2 separate regions of the Sus scrofa genome follow, and region 2 is linked to region 1. Evidence: chromatin contacts called from public promoter capture Hi-C data. All regions are on one chromosome and are shown on one strand. Each heading gives the region's core, a stretch centred on a gene start, on an enhancer-like site or on the middle of the called end of the contact. The rest is flanking DNA. Distances are from core to core; before and after follow the strand shown. Region 1 holds the start of HSD3B7 (3 beta-hydroxysteroid dehydrogenase type 7). Region 2 holds the start of ZNF629 (zinc finger protein 629).

What was found. Promoter capture Hi-C pulls out the DNA fragments that hold promoters and counts their contacts.
Region 2: a contact with region 1 is called in a promoter capture Hi-C map of fetal liver, with 3 times the contacts expected there. The contact joins the promoter of ZNF629 here to the promoter of HSD3B7 in region 1. A contact is called at or near these places in 1 of 5 promoter capture datasets (fetal liver) and 1 of 2 datasets of contacts at active chromatin or transcription factors (alveolar macrophages).

What each region holds. Positions count from the first base shown.
Region 1 is chr3:17,461,844-17,465,230 of Sscrofa11.1, forward strand. HSD3B7 (3 beta-hydroxysteroid dehydrogenase type 7) reads right to left here and starts at 1,538. Exons shown (of 7, transcript XM_005655085.3): 1 at 1,293-1,538; 2 at 747-918; 3 at 373-528; 4 at 1-80. The coding sequence starts at 1,409. It overlaps SETD1A (histone-lysine N-methyltransferase SETD1A), which reads right to left. Exons shown (of 21, transcript XM_021086406.1): 20 at 2,831-2,968; 21 at 1,925-2,750. The coding sequence ends at 2,577.
Region 2 is chr3:17,608,604-17,611,990 of Sscrofa11.1, forward strand. It overlaps ZNF629 (zinc finger protein 629), which reads left to right and starts at 1,497. Exons shown (of 3, transcript XM_005653002.3): 1 at 1,497-1,896.

The DNA.
Region 1 (3,387 bases), core at 288-2,787:
CCCCACAACTTCCATGCTGCTTGTGTAGACCAGGAAGCGTGTTCCATTCTGCACACAAGCCTCGATCACATTCTGTGTGCCTGGGGTAGGGGGGGACGTCTAAACCAAAGCTTCCTCCCCCTCTGCATCTTTCCGCTCCCCATCCCAAAGCTGGAGGAGGACCCGAGTCTTCCAGCTCCAGGCCCAGGGCGAACCACGGCAGGTCAGTGAGGGCCAGCCCGCCATGATGGGCAGGAGTGTCCACAGGACAGATTGTCACAGGAGAATTACAGAGGTCAAGGTCAAAGAGGGGGCAGGGAACAAACAGCCAAGTTCAGGCCATGCGCCAGGGAGGATTGCGTGTGTGATCAGAGTAGGTGGAGAGCCGCTCACCCTGCACGTTGACCTCATGGATGGTCTCCGGACTGGCTCTCCCGAACACATCCACCAGCCCAGCTGTGTGGATGACCACGTGGGCTCCGGCCACAGCCGCTGCCACCTCATGGGCCTGGGTCACGTCCCCCTGGATGGCAGTCACCTGCACGGGCCCTGGGGATGGGTAGGAGCAGCCAGAGGCAATGTCAGAGCTGAGGCCACAGGCCAGCTGCTGGGTTTGGCCCACACCCTTGGAAGCCACATATTCCCAATGTGACTCATTCATCCCATCCGTCCACACTGGAAAACATAGGAGACATCATCTTTTCCACCCCAAGGAAGGAAGTCCACATCCTCTCCCCCCGTCCCCACTCTGTCCCCACCACAGTCACCTGTCTCCAGTTCCTCCAGCCAGGGGCCCAGGTGTAGGTCGAAGACGCGCAGCTCACAGAGCCGGGGTTCCTGCTGCAGCAGCATGCGGACCACATGTTCCCCCAGGAAGCCACAGCCACCTGTGACCAGGTACACCAGCTTCTGGGCCTGAGCAGAATCTGCCATGCCCTGCTGGGGAAAGACACCCTGGCTCACCTGGGTTGCCTGCTGCCACCTGCCCCGGCACCTACAGCCCACCTGTTACTCCTAGAAGAGGCCTCTGGCTTAGTGGACAGCAACAGTGACCCGGGGCCCAGAGCCGTTTCCAGAGGCTGCAGCCGTGGGAGCCGCAGCCAGGTTACCTGTCCCAACCCTGCCAGCCGCACTTACCAAGATGAGGGGAAGGCTTGGCGTGCAGGGAGGGCTCAGGGTTTGAGGCGGAGGAGGAGGTCCCGAGACAGAAAAGGAAAGGCAGTTGGCAGGGAGCCGGGACGGCAGGGAGAGGAAGGTGGGAAGGGCCGGGATGGGGGGAAGGGACCCCAGGCCCTGGCATCACTGCTGCCTACCTGCTGCCAAGGTCCCAGGACACCCAAACTGGCCACCGGGAGGCCGTCTTCGTCCCCCAGGCCAGCGGGCCCGTGACACAGTCCCCTTCCGCTTGCTCCTCCTCCCTCCTGGCCCATTCCAGGAACAGAGACCAGCCCAGCCTCCACCTCTCCGCCCACCTTACTCTTGCCACAGGGCACCCTCTGGTGGCCACTCCACGCTGCACTGGCATCTGCTTCCAGCAGAGAACTTGAGGAAAGGGAATGGGGAAGCTGGAACCTGCTGGGTGGGCGAGGTAAAGGGAGCAGGCAGGGTGACCTCGCTCCCAGGGCATGATGTCAGTCTTTCCCTCCTGCTGGATTTCCCAGGAGGCCAGAAGCCCAGCAGCAGCTGTGGTTCTGGGAAGGGAAGGGAGGCCTGACCTTGGCCCTGCCCTGGCCGGCCTTGGCGGGGGATTTCTGGATGGCTGTTCCAGCCTAGCAGGTGGCCCAGAGTGATGGTGGCTGAGTCTGCAGGTCCTGGCTCTTGCCCGAAAGGCCCTCTCCCCACCCCAAGCTTCAGGCCACCTGTTTCCCCCTCTCTTCACTTGCCCCACCCTCTGTCCTCAGCCCCCATCCCACCCTACTCTTTCCCAAAGATACTGACCAAGCACTTTTGTACAATAAAGTTTAATCACAATTATAAAAATGTGGCGTTGGGTTTGCGCTATTAACATATGTACAGTCCAGCCCAACAGGAAGGGCCCGCCCCCCACCATCCCGGCCTGGCAAAGCCGGAGCTTCCAGACACCAGGCTGGGAGGGTGACCCACAGGGTCTGGCAGGAACAGAAGATGAGGCAGGGTTCCAGGCACGGAGTCCCCAGGACTGGGGGCGCAGGGCCCCCCCCCAGGGGGAGAACATGGCCACTGCCCCTAGAGACCCCTAAACTGGGGAGGGGTGCACGCAGGGCACAAAGGGGAAGCCCCATGAACACAAAGCAAGGGGGCTGTGCAGCCCCCAAGAACAGGATCTGTACAGGCCGGCACCCCAGGTTTCCACAGGAAACAGCTGCTGGCAGCTACAAAACATTTACAGCTTCTTCTCCGCAAAGAAAAAAAATTCAGGGGATGGGTGGGCAGGGGCAAGAGGGGAAGCAGAAGTCGCCTCAAGGGACTGAGGCTCCCTCCTGGGCTCGGGGGGCCCCCAACCCCACATTCGGAGATGGGGCACGTGGGCCCTGCTGAGCCCACTAAGGCTGGGTGGGCTGGGAGCTCAGGGCACCAAGGGGAATAAATAGGGGTGAGGGCACCAGTCCTGCCCCACCTCAGTTGAGGGAGCCGCGGCAGCTCTCGGTGCCGCACAGACACGGGATCTTGTTGTCCTCCAGCGGGAACTTGTAGTCGTAGGTGATCTCCTCGTCCACACCGATGGGCTGCTTGGAGTAGATCACGATCTTCTTCTGCGACTCGATGGTGATCACCTTGGCATAGCAGTTGGGCTGCAGGACAAGGATGGGGTGAGCTGCGGCTGTGCCCCTGGCCCCCGCCCCACCCCGGCCCGGCCCGGCCCCCCGCGCACCGTGCAGCAGTGGTTGATGAACCTCGCCAGGTTGCCACACTTCGTGGCATCGATGATGGTGTCATGATCCACCCGGAACAGGTAGCTGCTGCCAATGCCCTCCTGCACGTAGCGCTTCTCCCGCATGTCGGCCACCATCTAACAGCACAGAGCGTGATGGTCAGGGGGCTGGCCTGACCCCGCTGGCCCTTGTGATGAGGCGTCTGGACAGTCTCCCAGCTACCACCCTGGAGGCCACGCCGACCCGTCCGGGATCTGTGACGCTCCCTCTGGCACCCGCTACTCCAAGGCGCCGACTCTCCTGACCCTGCTCCCAGGAGCACCCCTCTTAGGGTCACCTCCCTATACCTTCGGCTGCCATTCTGATAGTCACCCAAAGAGGACCCCAGGGAAGTCCACACTGGTCACTGGGCAGGAGCAGCCACCAGCATCTCCTGGAGCGTCTGCCTGGCCCCCAGCGGAGCCCCCAGATGGCTGAGGGCTGGGGCAGTTCTTGAGACGACAGCGTCCATTTCACAGATTGGACCCTACTCATCCCTTCTCCAAAACAGGTGCTC
Region 2 (3,387 bases), core at 247-2,746, 150 kb after region 1:
AGCCACTGAGCCACGACTGGGACTCCTTGTACTGATTTTTAAATGTGGCAAATTAACTCAGTTTAAAGAAGCCCCCCAAGCCTTGTAGGCCAAATTCACCTTTCACTGTTCCTTGACCCAGGTCCAGATCAGCTTTCTGTAGCCCTGGGAGAGCAAGAGAGGGTTTCAGGATGTGCCCATAAGCCTCTCTGATCCCCAGTTGGCCTCGTCCTCACCTGTGTCTTGGGTGGGGTGGGGTCTGTGGGCAAATGTGATTGTGTAGTTGGAGCCCAGCAGTGGTGCCTTTGCCCAACTTTGTCCCATCTCCTGGGGCCTCAGGGCTTAATCTAGAAACACCTGAGGCAGGACAGCTTTGTTCCACACACTGAGCACCTGCTCCCTTCCAGTCCCTGTTCTAGGCACGGCCAAGCCCCTGCCCTGGTGGAGCTGACCTGCATGCCTGTGTGTGCAGGAGAGTCAAATTGTGTCCAGGTAATGCAGGTGGCTGCTTCTAGAACAAGGGGGGGAGGAGAACAAGGGGAAGCCAGAGGCCCTAAGGTGAGAGGGAGTTGTCAACAGTGATGGGAGCCAGGGATTAGATGGTGATAGGCCTCAAGAAGGAGACAGTGCTGATAAGGGAGCAGAGGCCAAGCCCACAGCTCCAAAGCCCAGATGCAGGCCCAGAGGAGCTGTGTCCCCTTTACCTTTCCCTCAGGGTTTGTTCCTTCTCTTGCTCCCTCATATCTCTGGACATTTAGCCCTTTTGACGCTTTCCTATAATTCCTTTGTGTTTCTCTCACACACACACCAAACCTCTTGAGTTCTTGAGGGCAGAAAGTCTGATGTTTCACTTTGAGGTGTCCCCACATTGCCGTATAATAAAAGGCTTTCCATACACCAATGTGTTACATTTAAGTAAGGATGGCAGGGCCTGAAGCCACTGCCTCACTTCTCACACCTTTTTTTCCCTCTTCTGTGAAATGGGGACAATCACGGCTTGTGTAGAGGAAGGAAAGACATAACGGCTGTAAAAATCCGAAGCCCAGATAACCTGGACCTTGGGAGGTTCCTACATTTCCCCCAGGTTTTCAAGAGGTTTCTTCTGCTCTGAGCAGGGTGCCTTCAGAGCTACGGGGAGAAGGTCTGGCTCTCCTCCCTCCTGCCACCCCTAGGGCCTTGGTTTCCCCCTCTCAGGGGACCTGTTTGAGGATGAGGGGCCGCCAACACCCTCCGTGAGGCTGGGGCCAGAGGCACAGGCTGCCACAAATGTCTCATTGGTTGTGCTGGTCCCTTCAGCCCAAATTCTTGTTGCTGTCACTTCTCACTTCATCGAAGCCATTTTTCAGTCTGTAGGATGCTCCTGCTCTGGGTGTGTCGTGCCAGCCCCTGCTCCCACCCCACAACCCCGGGGGCTTCCAAGCCCCAACCCTGGGTCTGAGTCCCAACAAAGGCAGGCCCCGGGGGAACAGCAGCCACCAAATCAGAGATAGGGCTTTCCGGGAGCGGCAGGCGGAGCCCCTGTGAGATGGTAGTAGGTGGCCAGAAATCTGGAGCCCCTCACTGGCGTCTGGGTTTCCCCCAGAACCAGCTCCCACTGGAGACGGAGAGAGGGGCGTCGTCTCGGCTACCTCCCCGCTTCCCCGTACTCTTTTTTTTCCCAAGCTGTGGGAGCCAAAGGGTTAAATCCCATAGAGCTGATGCTCTGACTCCAGGCTAGAGGGGCCCGGGAAGCTGGGGTCACTTCCTGCTCCGTCCCAGTCACCCTGAACTGGTCCCCGGGTCCTCAGCCTGGGATCACCCCTTGAGAAGGACCCCAGAGTCCTCGGCATCTAGCCCGCCCCCCAAGGCAGGGCATTCAAGGGGTTAAGTCCCCTGGGGCTGGATTTTGCCTTGCGGCCTCTCCCAGACCCCAGAGCCGTGAGTTGGGGACGCCAGGGTTCCCGGGGGGTGGCCCGCAGGGCCCGGGACGGCCGCCGGGGAACAATGGGGCGCGGGAGGCGGGGCGGGCCCGGGCCTGAGCCCCCTCCCCCGCCCCCGGGCCGCCCGAGGCAGGGGTGGGGGCCGGGCAGGGGCCGCGAGGGCCGAGGATTCTGGGAAGAGCGCGAGGGTCTGGCTGTGGGGGAGGGGAGGGCGTGAGGATTCTGGGAAGAGGGAATTCGGCCGCCCGGGCCGGGGGCTGGGGCGCCGCGGGCGAGCCGGGAATCCTGGGTGCCCTGGGCGGGGGAGGGGAGGGGAGGATGCCGGGCGGGGGCTGGGGCTTGGGCGCCGGAAGGAGGGTCGCGGGCACCGGCTGGAGCAGAAGTCCAGGGTCCCGGCCGGTGCGGGCGCGGGGGGGCCGAGGCCAGGGCGGCTGCATTCCCGCAGCTGCCTCCATGTCAGGGTCACCCTGGGCCGCTCTCCACACCTCTCTGGAAAGCAGCCTTCCTCCTCTCCTTTTTTCTCGCTCGCCCTCCCTCCGCCGTGGGACTGGCCTGAGGTCCGAGGAGAGGCCGGTGCAGGCCCCAGCACTTCTTGCCTCGCTCCTTCTCCCCACTTTCATACTCCATGTCGGCCCTGTCATTAACCCGTTCCCTTCTACACTGGACCGCTGAGTTTGAATTTTCCAGACGATCAAGGTACACAAGCTCTTACCTGTCCTCAGCAAACATAGCGGGGGCAGCCGCCCAGCTTGGCAGAGGTCCCTGCTTCCATGTCCCCAAAGACGTTTAGGGCTGGGAGTGGGGGTTCTCACAACGTAAGGAGCTGCAGAGATGAAGCAATTCATTTACTTCCTAAAATCTTAACTCCCATCTCCTCCTGTTATGTGGCAGGGTTCTGCTGGCTCCTGCCTCACTCTGGTTACCACCCAGCTGCCTCCTCCTGAGTCCTTGCACCACTGCCCCCAGACACACAGTGCCTACCCCACATGGCCATGTGGAGCCCAGGGACTCTCTTAAGGGTTTAGACGTTGTGGGAGGGTCCCCTCCTAGTGCTTAGCTCCTTTGGCCCCTTCCCGTATTCTGGTATCAGATCATCCTTTTTTGGAGTGACAGCTGGCTGTGTTTTCCCTCTAAACTCCTGCTCCCTTGCTGCCATCCCCTCTAAAGGGATTGGACCAAACAGGTTTTGTGGGAGCAAGAGGCATCTCATTCATCTTTTGTTCATTCTACATTTATTGAGCAGCTGTTCTGTGTTAGTAATAAAATAGGGCAGCGAGAAGAGGAGAAAATGTGTCAGAAGATGGGGTGCAGGATGGGAGTGAGAGCGGAAGGCTTCAGTGGGGAGTGCTGTTTTGAGTTCATAGATGCAGATCGTCAGGATCCAACCCTTCCTTTTGCCACTGCCGCCCGGGAAAGCCTCCTGGTCCCAGGAATTTCTCCTTTTGTGTTCCCGTGGCTAGCAGGCTCTGTGTTCTCCCCAGCTGCCCAC